Linked DNA regions of Mus musculus: region 2 is linked to region 1. A link is a contact called in public Hi-C data. All regions are on one chromosome and are shown on one strand. Each heading gives the region's core, a stretch centred on a gene start, on an enhancer-like site or on the middle of the called end of the contact. The rest is flanking DNA. Distances are from core to core; before and after follow the strand shown. Region 1 holds the start of Skor1 (SKI family transcriptional corepressor 1). Region 2 holds the start of Megf11 (multiple EGF-like-domains 11).

Region 1 (7,059 bases), core at 1,186-3,685:
TCCGCCCACTCGGCCTCTCTGGCTCGCGCAGGGCCGCAGGTGCGAGCCGCGGGCCGCAGGTGGGCGGCCGCTTACCTGGGGCGCACAGGCCCTGGGGCTGCGGAGAGGCGGCGGGCGCGGCGCGTGGCCCGCGGGCGGGCGCACCCGGGGAGGGCGCGAGGGACAGCGAGGGGTGGTGGGTGTGGCGCCCCGGCTCGCAGCTGTCAGGCGCTCCCGCCCAGCGCCGGCCTCGCCACTCCCGCCTGTGACCGAGGCCGTGCCCGCCGCTGCGCCATGAGCTCTAGGCTTCGGCTTCTTCTTCGGGCCAGTCCCCGGCCTCGGGGGCGGCGGTTCCGGGCACCGGGCTCCGTTCCGGGGACCCTGGCGCCCCGTGCCTGTTGAGAGCGGGAGGGGCCGCGGGTGGCAGCGCGGGGAGCGGGGTTGCGCGGCTGTGCGCGCGCGCGGGGAGGGGCCGCGCCGTCACCCGGAGAGCCCGGCGGATCCCCGACTCCCGCCCGCCGCTCCGCCCGCCGCGCACCTCCGCTCGCCGCTTGCCCGGCTCCAGCCGCCCGCACGGTGAGTACCTGCGATCGCGAGCCCACAGCCCCCGCGCCGGCCGCCGCAGCGCTTCTTTCGTTGACTTCTCCTTTAGACTCTGTGGCGGTTGTTTCCTATCCTAACAAACGACTCCACAGCCTCGCTGCCACCGCTGCCCACCTCCCGCCTGCTTAACCTCGCTAGGCTCGCCCCTCGAGCCACAGGAGCGGGCCAGGGGGTCCCCATGCCGCCCTGAGCACTGCTCCTTGTCCCTGAGTGCGGCCCTTCGTTGGTGCTTTCTTCTTTGGCCCTCGAAATGCTGTTTCCTTCCTAGGGTCCCTCACTTCTCCGGGCTCCAAGGCCAAAAGCCCTTTGGGAAAACCCCTTGGGGACTCAGGAGCCCCAGCTTCAGGTGGACGCTCCAGGCTCAGGGTGTCCTCTTCACTCTATGCGGGCCCGGTACATTTGCCCAGAAATCCCAGAAGCCATCGTCATTTCCCACAGCTGCGGGCCCCCTTAGCCACCTCCTCAGCCTGTGTGAGAGCCGTCCCTGGGACACCTAGCTCGCCTTGTTGACCCCTCAGCCAGGGAGTTAGCACAGTAGTTTGCTTGCCTCCTAAAATGTTACTGGGGATTTCAGTGACAAGGGAGGATCAACTTGCCTCAGTTTGACTGGAAGAGATGAAACAGATAATAAATAGGTTGATACTTGAACAAGATACAAGATAGATGGGAGAAAGAGCGGTGAGCTGGCAGCGACAGACAGCTCAGGGACAGATAAGATCGACAAATAAGTATCTAAGCAAACAGAGGGAGGGAAAGATACCTGCAGACCAAAGATGCCAGGTTCTTAGCTTTGGAATTCGGATCCCTGTTAGAGTGAAGCTACCCCTCTGAAATGGATTTGCTTTTCCAGCCAAGTTCGGAGGAGGGAGTCCTAGGGACTAGATTGGCGGCAAGAGCGCCTGCCGCCCAGCATTGGGTCCATGGAGCCCTGAGTGTCTGAAGACACGTGAGGTGACTGGGCGACCTAGAAGGCCCTAAACATCAATTCCTGGGTCCTCCACCAGGCTAGACTGTGGATACAGCTTCCTCTCTGCCTTCTCCAGAGATCAAAGCGAGGGACCAGCAGCAACTTTTTAGTGCTTGGAGTTTTACAGTGGCTTCCAAGAGTGGCCAAGATTCCTTCTAGCCCATCTGAGCTGATGTCGGGGCATGAAGGATACTCAAAGAGGAGTCACCCCCACAAAAGGAGCAGCCCAGAGCCTGGGGAGCCTGTGTTGGGTCTGAGTAAGAAAAGCTGTGTGGAAGAGGACAGAAAGCTCAGGGGCATGTTTCCAAAGCTAAAAAGTGACTCCAGAGAAACGCCTGTGAGAACCTCTCTGTCCCAAGCGCTGACAAGAGGGGAGCCGGCTTTAGTCTGGAATGCAGCTAAAAAATGCAGAAAATGTGGTTAGAGACTGCGTGATCCCGGCCTAACTGATGGCTGGCAAGAAAGCGTTTTGTAAACCCAGCTGGACTCTTTCTGCTCAAGGAACACCGGGCTCAAGGAGTCAGAAGAGAAGTACAGGTTTGTGCAAACCGGTACTGTTGTCCCTGGAAGCCGGTCACCACGAAGATAGGTGCATTGGGGGCCACCCGAGGTCGTGGTGCACGCGACAAGCTTTGGAAAGGGTAGGGTTCAGCACCGCGAACAGCAGTGGCCTCCTCCTCTTCCTTCTATCCTCCTCCTTCAACCTCCATCCCTCCCCCTTCTCCCTGCCCCCACCCCTACATCCTGCAGTTTGTGATGGGCAGTGAGTGCCCCTCCTTCGCCTCCCCACCTCTCCCTTCACTGCCCCCGCCCGCACGCGTGCATGCGCGACTGAGCAGAGGGGCCGCTGGTCCCTGAAGTCCGGGCTTCAGGACCCTGGCGGGCAGGGCGAGCTGTGAGGTAGCTGAAGGCACGCAAACCTGAGTGCCGGCTGGAAAGCCTGGATTTGGCTATGGCATTGCTGTGTGGCCTTGGGCAAGTCACTCTCCGTCTCTGGGTCCCACTTCCTTTCCAATCTGAAAACAGGATTGGTTTCCTGGCAGCCGGGGCTTTCCTGAGGTTTCGATTTTCCCTTTTCCTCCCTTAGCCCCCCGGGTGCTTTTGTTTCAGCTCAGAAGCTGGTCTGAATAACAAAAGGGGCCAGTCCGTGGGACGAATGAGCTTGAGCTCCCCACTGCCAAGTAACCCCCTCGCACCCCACACGTTGCGCCCCGCTGGGCGGGCCTGAACCTAGGTAGCGGCGCTAAAAAAATGGCTCATCTGCTCTCTGCTCTCTCTGTTTCGCAGGAGCGGCGGCATGGAGGCTCTCACCACTCAGCTGGGGCCGGGACGCGAGGGCAGCTCCTCTCCCAACTCCAAGCAAGAGCTGCAGCCCTACTCGGGATCCAGCGCCCTTAAACCCAACCAGGTGGGCGAGACGTCGCTGTACGGGGTACCCATCGTGTCGCTGGTCATTGATGGGCAGGAGCGCCTGTGCCTAGCCCAGATCTCCAACACCCTGCTCAAAAACTACAGCTACAATGAGATCCACAACCGCCGCGTGGCCCTGGGCATCACATGCGTGCAATGCACGCCGGTGCAGCTGGAGATACTGCGTCGGGCCGGGGCCATGCCCATCTCCTCTCGCCGCTGTGGTATGATCACAAAACGAGAGGCCGAACGCCTGTGCAAGTCGTTCCTGGGCGAGCACAAGCCCCCCAAACTGCCTGAGAACTTCGCCTTTGACGTGGTGCACGAGTGCGCATGGGGCTCTCGGGGCAGCTTCATCCCTGCCCGTTACAACAGCTCTCGTGCTAAGTGCATCAAGTGCGGCTACTGCAGTATGTATTTCTCTCCCAACAAGTTCATCTTCCATTCGCACCGCACACCCGACGCCAAGTACACTCAGCCCGACGCCGCCAACTTTAACTCGTGGCGTCGGCACCTCAAACTCAGTGACAAGTCGGCCACCGACGAACTGAGCCACGCTTGGGAGGACGTCAAGGCTATGTTTAATGGCGGTACGCGCAAGCGGACCTTCTCCCTGCAAGGGGGCGGCGGAGGCGGCGCTAATAGCGGGTCTGGTGGTGCAGGGAAGGGCGGCGCTGGTGGCGGTGGCGGTCCAGGGTGCGGCTCAGAGATGGCCCCAGGCCCACCGCCCCACAAAAGTCTGCGCTGCGGTGAAGACGAGGCGGCTGGGCCTCCCGGGCCACCTCCACCGCATCCGCAGCGCGCACTTGGCCTGGCGGCGGCAGCTAGTGGCCCTGCAGGACCTGGAGGACCTGGGGGCAGCGCAGGGGTTCGCAGCTACCCGGTGATTCCAGTGCCCAGCAAAGGTTTTGGCCTCTTGCAAAAGCTGCCCCCGCCTCTTTTCCCGCATCCTTACGGTTTCCCCACAGCATTCGGCCTATGTCCCAAAAAGGACGACCCAGTGTTGGTCGCCGGAGAACCCAAGGGAGGCCCTGGCACCGGGAGCAGTGGGGGCGCTGGCACCGCCGCGGGTGCGGGTGGCCCGGGAGCTGGCCACTTGCCCCCAGGAGCAGGGCCCGGCCCTGGTGGCGGCACAATGTTCTGGGGACATCAACCTTCCGGCGCAGCCAAGGACGCAGCGGCGGTAGCTGCCGCAGCTGCCGCCGCCACTGTATACCCGACGTTTCCCATGTTCTGGCCAGCAGCCGGGAGCCTCCCGGTGCCTCCTTACCCGGCCGCTCAGAGCCAAGCTAAGGCCGTAGCGGCCGCGGTGGCTGCGGCTGCTGCTGCAGCGGCGGCGGCGGCTGGCGGGGGCGGTCCTGAGTCTTTGGACGGTGCCGAGCCAGCTAAAGAGGGCAGCCTCGGTACGGAGGAGCGCTGCCCGAGCGCTCTATCCCGCGGGCCCCTGGACGAGGACGGTGCGGACGAGGCGCTGCCACCGTCTCTGGGTCCCCTGCCCCCTCCGCCACCGCCACCTGCTCGCAAAAGCTCCTACGTGTCAGCCTTCCGACCCGTAGTTAAGGATGCAGAGAGCATCGCTAAGCTCTACGGCAGCGCGCGCGAGGCCTATGGCTCCGGACCTGCTCGCGGGCCAGTGCCCGGCACCGGGACCGGAGGGGGCTACGTGAGCCCGGACTTTCTGAGCGAGGGCAGCTCCAGCTATCATTCTGCCTCGCCCGACGTGGACACCGCGGACGAACCGGAGGTGGACGTAGAGTCCAACCGCTTCCCCGACGAGGAGGGAGCCCAGGACGACACCGAGCCCAGGGCACCCAGCACGGGAGGTGGCCCAGACGGCGACCAGCCTGCTGGGCCCCCATCTGTTACATCCTCAGGCGCCGACGGCCCCACAGACTCTGCGGATGGCGATAGTCCTCGCCCTCGCCGCCGCCTTGGGCCACCGCCCGCTATCAGATCCGCATTCGGGGACCTGGTGGCCGATGATGTGGTGCGGAGAACTGAGCGGAGTCCACCAAGCGGCGGCTATGAGCTGCGAGAGCCTTGCGGGCCCCTGGGAGGCCCCGGGGCGGCCAAGGTGAGCCTGGTGCACCTCGCCGGTGGCGCCTCCTCCCTTACGCCATTCTGCCCTCGTACACAGCCGCTGCGGGCCAGGTGTGGGAACTGGGATTCTGTTCTGTTGTGGCGGACGAGCAGCAGGTCCCAGCTGCTCTTCGCAGCCCCAGCCGGGGGCGCGCTGTGGCATTGGGCTCGCTGGGAGGGACGCAGGGCTGAGGGATTCGGAAAATCCGGGGGACTGGCCTGAGAAACAGCGAGTGCGATTTTGGATTTGTTGATGCGGGAGGTGAGGAGAGTTGCAGAGACAGTTAGGCACCCAGAAAGAGAGACAAAGGGTCTGGAGGAAGAAAGAGGTAGAAAGAAAGGGCCTGAGGACCAGAGAAAGAAGCCCTGGAGGCCAGGCCCAACGTGTGTGCCTGCACGCGTAAGGATGACACCCGAGGAACACCATAGTAGCGAGAGAAGAGGGCAGCCTCTTGCCAAGAAGAATCTCTAGATGTACTAACTAGCAGTTTTCTGAGTCTTTTCCAACTCTGGCCTAAGAAACTACACAGCTCTGGGCTGGAAAACCTAAGCTTGCGGGCTCTTTGGTTGTCAGGGACGCGGCAGGAGGGCAAGTCGTGTGTGGCCAGAGCGAAGGATTGGCTGTTTTGAAAGTAGATGCGCATACTTGTCCATTTACGCTGGGTTTATTAAAGCAGAAACCATTGCCCGCGCGAGAAAGCCATCCTTTAGGCTGGCAACGACACAGAGAGGAAAGGTAGCTCTCAGGAAGTGAGCATAGAACGTGGGGGTGGCTTTGGACAGCCGCTGGCTTGAAAGCGGCTTTGTGTTTTAAGTAATTTGTTCCGGAGTACCAAAGATTATCCCAAATCCACTACGGTACGTCATCACTGCGTTCAGGTCTCCAGGGCCCACCAACCTCTGCCACACTCTCGTCCTTCCTGTTGGCCCGCTGGGCAAGGGTGTCCCGCCTAATCGCCTGTCATTTTCGGCCGTCGCAGGTGTATGCGCCTGAAAGGGACGAACACGTGAAGAGTACGGCGGTGGCGGCGGCGCTGGGGCCCGCGGCCTCTTACCTCTGCACCCCAGAGACCCACGGTAATGCCTCCTGAGGTCTCTGGCCCTTTTAATGCAGGAAGTACAGAGAGAACCCAGAGCCAAGGCAGGCCTTTCAAGGAAGGGAGGGGCGGAAAGAGACGGAGAGAAAAGGGGTGATAGAGAAAGGGGAAGAAAAACAATAGAAGAAAAAGAAAACTAAGTGTAAACTCCAAATCTCAGGGTTTGGCTACTTAAAAATAATCCCAACCCATCCCCTTTCACTCACACACGCACAATCTCCAGTACACCTCATCGGAGATTTAAACCTTTCCAAAAACCTACGCCTGCCTGACATCTCTTTTACACCATTTCATTTATCCAGAAACGTGCTTAGCCTTAGGCTGGTGGCCTTAAGGGGGTGGCCGGGCCTGATCCGGGCACAGGGTGAGGGCTAGTGGCTGCGCTCTAGGGTATCCCAAAAGGCTGCGGCCCCAATCAAGAATCACCCCTGCATTTGCATTTGGGATCCTGTTGTTAGCTGGGAAAGAGCGGAGGTGAGGGGTGGGCAACAGAAATCTAAGCCGGCCTGTGCAGCCGGGTGCGGGACAGTGTCCTACAACACCAATGCCCGGAAGGTTGTCACTTGGGTTACGATCTCTGCTGGAGTGGCGCGGACAAACCCGGCGGCCACGCGCTCTCCCGGTGCCCCAGTATCTGCGCACGCAATGTAGGTCGCTTGTCCCTGGTGGGCTCAGCTGCTTGTCTTGATCTTTTCCTGGGGGCCAGGGGCTGGGGCGGGGACGTGTAGCCCGGAACGGAGCAGACCTTGTGCAGGGGAGGGGGTACCCGGCCCAAAGCCTCAGGGCGCGCGCCTGGGCGCACAGCCGGGAACCAGAGGCGGCCACGACGTTTTTAATTAGGGCTTGGGCGCCCCAACCGAGGCCGCTCTGCAGTATCCGGGTCACGGTTTCTTTGCCTCTCCTTGAAACTCGGTCTGCCTTTTA
Region 2 (6,563 bases), core at 1,914-4,413, 1.2 Mb before region 1:
ACAGCTGTCCTGGATCACCCCTGAAAACCAGCTGACACTCCAAACTTCAGGGCCAACTGTTTCAGATCTTGTCACTCCTTGAGGTGAGGCTGGGGTCATTTGTTACATTGCCAACCGTTCTTCAGAGGTCTTTATGTGTTTATGTGCCTTGTCCTTGAAACTAGACTGTAAGCATAGGAGGGTAGGACCTGGGGTGTCGGCATAGTAAGCTGGGGACCATGCTTGGCTGAGTCCCTGGGCCCAAGGAGTTGCTGCAGAGCTAAGGGTTGACCAGATGTCCCTAGGAGGGGAAAGGCCCAGTTCATACAAAGCCTAGAATACCCAAGCACCTAGAATCTACTACACTTGTCTGTTTATGTATGTGTTTAGGGAGAGAGGGTGCATGCCACAGCAAGCATGTGAAGGCAGGAGGACAAATTTTGTGGGAATCAGCTCTCTCCTCCCACCACGTGAGTCTCCAGGATTGAACTCATGTTGTCAGGCTTGGCCGCAAGCACCCTTACTGGGCTGGACCATCTCATTTGCCAGCACCTGCTTTCTATAAGTGAGGCTTGGCAGAAGCAAAGGAATGCGTGAAGCCTCCGTGAAACCTAGGAAGCTTGCGGGGGGGGGGGGGGAAACAAGCAGGAGAGAGGGGGGTAACAGCTTCCGCAGCTTCCACAGCCATCTCCCTGGCCCTAGGGTCACTGACTTCTGCCTTCAGAGACAACTGCTAACCTTCCCCTTCCACAGAGGTTGTGGACCTGTAGGCCAAGTGCTGAACTTGAGTTCTCCTTGACCCACACCGTTTCACTGCCTGAGGTTAGCAGTGAAACCTTGGCTTGGGAAATCTTTCTCTTCCCGTAGTAGTGCGTGAGGCTCACTCTAGATCCTGTGGGAATGGTTTCAGCTGAGAGTGCCTGCCGGACTCTGCTACACAGCAACCCCTGTTGTGCCCTCCACGTGTGCCCCACAGGCCACCGGAGAGGCAGGTCCGTGGCATCTTAAAGCAGACAGGCAAAGCACAAACTTGGCATACAGTAGACATGGCTCCTCTTGGGAGATGCTGGTTACCCACGGTGTCCTGCCTCTAACCTTCCAACCTCCTGGCCCTCCAGCCTTTTCATCATTCAATGGCCTAACACTAAGAAAGTGGAAATCAACGGGGGAAATCAGGAAAGGTGCCCAGCCCTTAGGCAGGAAGACTTCCCTTAGTCAGCTCTAAGGGAGTCCCTTCACTTCTTTGGGCTTCAGTAGGCTGATCTGCAGAATGGGAGGAAAGGGAAGGACTGCAGTTACAGGCTTCAATTTTCTAGGGGCTTAAACAATGTGTGAGCAACAGCAAGAGCCCGGTGCTTGGTGCACACCGCAGGAAAAGCCGCCAAAGAAACAGGTTAAGCTTCACATCCTAGGCTGGGCGTTAATGTCAATGCTCTGGGACACTGAACCCAACCTTCAGGGAGGGGGCGATGGCCCGTAGATGATCCTCTCTGCAAAGAACTCCAGCTTTTTTGCTACTTCTAAACCTCCGCTAAGCCTCACAAAAGATCTTTTCGGCTTGCAGTCCAACAAAGACCGAACGCTGGAAAGAGATGAGGGTCGGCGAATCCAGCCACTGGACTCCCGGAGCCAAAACACTATCGGGGCAGGCTCGGGACGGTCCCGGCAGCCTGCCGCGCGCCACCACCTGGTCAGGACATTAACCCCAGTTTCCCCCAGGACAGTGATGGGCGCAGATGCGCTGGGCACAAGTATCCTTGCCACAGAGAGCTGGGAAGGCGGGGAGCCCTAACCTCCTGGTAAGCATCCTCCAACCTGCGGGAGGCCCTGCTGTATAGGCTCCCGGAGGGACCAGGCGTGGGAGAATCTGATCCCAGTCACTTGGACCGGTTTTTCTCGAGAGCATCACCAGCCCGGAAAGAGGCCGGCTGGCCTCGCAGCAGGCACTCACGGGGACGGATTCTGAGACGCGACGACAGTGGGATGGAGCGTGGGAGGCAGTTCCAGGAAAAAGCATCTGGGGTTCGAGGGCTCTGGGGCCCGCCAGGCGGAGACCCAGAGCTCCCAGACTACAGACCGATCGTGACTCCGTCCCACTCGCAACCTTGGTCCCGGGAAGGAACGGTTTTACCTATTTTTCAAGTCTTTTTTTTTTCCTCCTAAAAATTAAAAGACTAAATCAAGTCTTAGGGGAAGGTGCCTGCGCAGGGCTGCCACCAGGACCACTGTGTGCCCAGCTACAACACTACCGCCCGCGTTTGGGAGAGAAGTTAGGAAGTTCGGGACAGCCGCCCACGAGCGCAGGAAGAGGGACTCGCTTCTCTTTTAACTTTGGGTGTTGGGGTCTCCGCCGAGGGTCGGAGGTATGTAGCCAGGGGCGACCCGCAGGACTGCAGGGCGTCCGGGATTCCCTCAGTGAAAGTGGGTAGACAGGATCAGGAGGAAAAAAAGAGAGTGAGTCCACGTTGCGCGTGGCACCGGCTGGGCTTGGGCTCCGCGGGGACCTGCGCGCGGCCCCGCAGCTCTGCGTCGGGACCCGGGTCGGAAGGACGCGGTGCGGGGCGAAGGTCCCGCACATCTAGAATGGCTCTCGGCCGGGAGACCCCAGATTCGCGCAGAGCTGGCAGGTTCCTTCTTCCGGACACCCGCACCGCGACTCTCGGGTCTTCCCCCGCACGTGGAGACGCGGCGGCCGCTGCGTCCTGACTGCGGCCAGAGGACGCGCGCCTGGCCCAGCCGAGGCTCTCTACGTCTCGCATAGACCCCCGGGCGCTCCCGCAAGCCCAGCCATCCACCTTCTGCCCCTCGCCAAACTCGCCTTCTAGAGCCGGGACCTGGCCACGGAGGACCCACGGAGCTGGTGGAAAGTTAGTCGCGACGCTGCAAAGCCCCCTCCCCTGAACTGGAACCCACACCCCGACCCAATGCACCCACAGTGCTCCGAGGCTCCGGGTCCCCGCGGACCCCACCCAACCATCTACCTGCTTCCGTGGCGCGCCCCGGGCTTGGGCCAGCCAGTCGCGCGGTCCTATACCCCGGAGCCGGAGCGGCTTCAGGTCCCCAGGCAGGAGAGGGAGCTGCGAACCGCCCCGAGCCGGGCAGCCGGCTCCGGGCACTGAGAACGAGTGAGCAAGCAGGAGGCTGGAGCCGCTGCGACTGCTGCCACGGCAGCCCCCACCCCCCTGCGTCCCTCGGCCCCTCCCTCTTCCCTCCTCCCTCCGCTCTCCCTCTCCCTCCCACCTCTTTTCAGACCCTGCGATCGCGCGCATTCCCTCGCTCTTTTTCCTAGCTTTCTCTCTGCCGGTTGCCTTCTTTAATTCCCTCTGTTCTCTTCTCACTTCCCTACTCTGCATCCACCCGTTATCGTTCTTTTACCGTTTTTCCCCCGCTCTCTCTTTTCTGTATCTCTTCCTTTTAACCCCTCGCGACTCCCTTCTCCCTCCCCCCCCCCTTTTTTTTTTCCTTCTGACCGACCGATTAGCGTGGCCTCTGCACCTGTTCTTTGTAGAAGCTCTGGCTGGCGAAGCTAGCCCAGGATGGAAGGGGACCAGGAATATGCCCCAAACTGAGCTTTTAACAAGCTGAGTACAGATAGATACCCAGGGAAAGCTAGAAAAGCAAAGAACTCAGTGTGCAGAACAAGCTGAGCTGCACCAGGTAAAGTGCAGACAGCCAGGCCCCAGAGTAAGAACTTGCCATGCTGTGGTCAACTCCAAAGGCTGGACTGCTGTGGTCAACTCCAAAGGCTGGACTTAAACCAGCGGGGCTTCTTGTAGACTTCAAGGTCTTCGAACAGGGGATGAGATGGGGGGTGGGGGGGGGCAGAGGAGGGTGCATGTTAATGATAGGGTGTCAGAGGCCTGGCACTGCACCCAGAGCCACCTGGAAGTCTTCAGTCAGGTGACACTTTAGACTACACCTCGTGTGCTTGTAAGTGGGTCCTAGCCAGGTGGTGGGAACACCTGCTGGTCACCCCTACTCCTTTCCAAGATATGAGGGGCTCACTCCTGCTTCCCTGTTTGCCAGAGGTGGGGGTGGTGGGGTGTTTCCTTCCCTTGAAGTGAGGTGGGGTCCCACACTTGGGAAAGGTGTCCTGCACCCGGAGGGAGAATTTTGCCACTAGAACAGGCAGATTGTCTGTGGCTTTGGGACAAGCCACTCGACCCAGGCTCCCGTGCAGCCTGAGGATCCAGCTCTTTCCCCAGGAGTGTACTCCCTGTCATCTGTCCATTTCAGCCCAGTGGGGTTTGGAGAAATAAGAAGAAGCCCTCTTCCCATTGGCCCACAACAGGCAGCCCTGCTCTGCAAGCACCAGACCAGGTTCATCCAGTAAGTGCTAGGCTTCTGCAGGAATGGTGTGAGCAGATGAGATCTTTCTGCATTGGGGTTTCAGGTCCCAAAACTCCAAACCAACCTCCCCAGCAGTTCCTTACCTTGGAATGTCAAACTAAACGGACAACAGATGGCAGAGCCTCTTGTTCACAACATAAAAGTAGAGCTTGAAACCGGGTGAAGCACTTAGCAAACACCCGGGTCACTCACCCGCCAGAGTGAGTCCCTCCTTAAATTCTGCACCCCAGGAGCTTCCTGCCTTCTCTAGTGCTCTAGCCCCTCCTTTGCAGGACCAACCATCTAGTGATATATGAAGTTCCCCATCTGGCAGTGAGGAGACCAAATCTGACATTGGAAAAAGTTCCCAACTTCATAGCCCTAGGGGGTGTGAGTCTCACACTGGGAAGCCAGCTCCACTCACTGTGACATTAGAAAGATCACTGAGTCCCTCTAGCTTCAGTTTCCCTGTTTGTAAAATGGGAATGCTAACATTACCACAAGCCTTCTGAGGATTAAACCAAAGCCCATTTCCTGGAACAGTGACTGGTGGCACTTGGCCACTGTCTGCGGTTAATATTAGCTTAATTAAAATTAGTCTAGGCTTACACAGCTTCCTCTGCACAGTGGCTCTTGGATTCTGAGCTCCACCTTTATTTACCGTGCCTCTCACTCTGACTTTCTGTGTGGTAGAAATGTCTAAGTGGGCTGGTGGATTCGTGGAGCTGGGTGGGTCTTTCTGGATACCCATTGTGCTCTAGAGCAGCACAAAGCAGGCTGTCCTGCCCGGCTCGTTCCTTGGCTGCACTCACATACTGCCAGGCAGGGATCATGTGTCTAAGGACTGCTGAGGGACAGGGGGGTGGGTGCCTGGTTTTCTGCCATACTCTAAAAAGCTGCACGGATCTATAAAGCTGGGCTTTCCCTGCCCAGATGGCAGGCCTCCAAGAACACATGTCACAACAGAGCCAGAAGCACTTTTAGCAAACATCTCTAGGAGTCAGCTTGGGGTCGGCCGGAACCTACAATCCATCATTCACTTGCCAGGAGAGCCTGCTTGCAGGAGGCACAATAGTGCTTGGCCTGGCCCAACTTCTCCAAGTTTATTTGGGAAGCTGTAACATCTAAGACTATGCTACTCACCAAAGGGTAGAATCTCAAACAAAGTCCAGTCGCCACCCAAAAGCTTACACTCAGCTGAATGTGCTGGTGATGAGCCGTGCCAGGCTGCCCTTGAACTTAACTAAGGATGACCTTGAACTTCTGATCTTTCGCCTCCACCTCCCAAGTGCTAGGATTCCAGGTGTATGGCACTATGCCAGGTTTTACACAGTGCTGGGAATCAAACCCAGGACTTCATGCATGTGAGGCATGCACTCTACCAACTGAGCGATACATAGAAGTATGTTCTATCATTATATATATATATATATATATATATATATATATATATATATATATATGTATGTATGTATATATATGTACATATATATATATACATAGACACACATATGCATATATATGTGCACACACACATATTATACCTTAGGAAGGAGGGAAAAGGTACCATGAGCTGATTGAGGGACCCAGAATCTGACACCCCAACTCAAGTCTTTGTGCTGTTATCTGTCCTCTGTGGGCACAAGGATGTGCCTTTCTGCCTGAACAGGGTGAGAGGGCAGAAGCCAGAACTGTTCTGTCCAAGTTGGAATGACTCCTCCTTCCTGGAAATAAATCCCAGAGACAGGGGTGCCCAGGGCTAAGAAAAGGGGTACTGTCCCCCTTCCTAGCTGAGATGGCCCCTCATGCCTTCCCTCCCCTAGGTCTCCTTGCTAGGATCACCTTTCCTACAAAGACCCTCCCAAAACCCCAGGAGGGAGCCCACTGGGGACTCTCAGGGACACGTGGGACTGGCTGGATAAGGAAAAGGCCAGAACTTTGCGGGGGTGGGGAGGAGTGTTGAACTCTTCAGAGGGAAGGGACTGTGACAGTGTGGAGCACTGGAGAAGGATGTCTGGTACCTCCCCTGACTCTAGTTCCATGTCTTCCCCTCCTCAGAGCCATCACCAAACCTGGCCTCATCACAAGAATAAGAAGATATTTACAATATGTTGAGCCAGTGAAATGGCTCAGTGGGTAAAGGTGCTTGCTGCCATTCCTGGCAACCTAAGTTGTATCCCTGGGACCCACGTGGTAGAAGGAAAGAACCAACTCCTGGAATTTGCGCTTTGGCCTCCACGTGTGTGTGTGTGTGT

What was found. Hi-C and Micro-C count contacts between places; a contact is called where the count stands out from the background.
Region 2: a Hi-C map of embryonic stem cells shows a contact between it and region 1, with 10 times the contacts expected there. The contact joins the promoter of Megf11 here to the promoter of Skor1 in region 1. A contact is called at or near these places in 3 of 39 promoter capture datasets (embryonic stem cells and liver), 5 of 484 Hi-C or Micro-C datasets (all in embryonic stem cells) and 2 of 115 datasets of contacts at active chromatin or transcription factors (embryonic stem cells and pancreatic cancer cells).

Annotation. Positions count from the first base shown.
Region 1 is chr9:63,142,356-63,149,414 of GRCm38.p6, reverse strand. Skor1 (SKI family transcriptional corepressor 1) reads left to right here and starts at 2,435. Exons shown (of 9, transcript NM_172446.3): 1 at 2,435-2,608; 2 at 2,837-5,033; 3 at 6,019-6,115. The coding sequence starts at 2,502.
Region 2 is chr9:64,382,226-64,388,788 of GRCm38.p6, reverse strand. It overlaps Megf11 (multiple EGF-like-domains 11), which reads right to left and starts at 3,163. Exons shown (of 25, transcript NM_001134399.1): 1 at 2,961-3,163.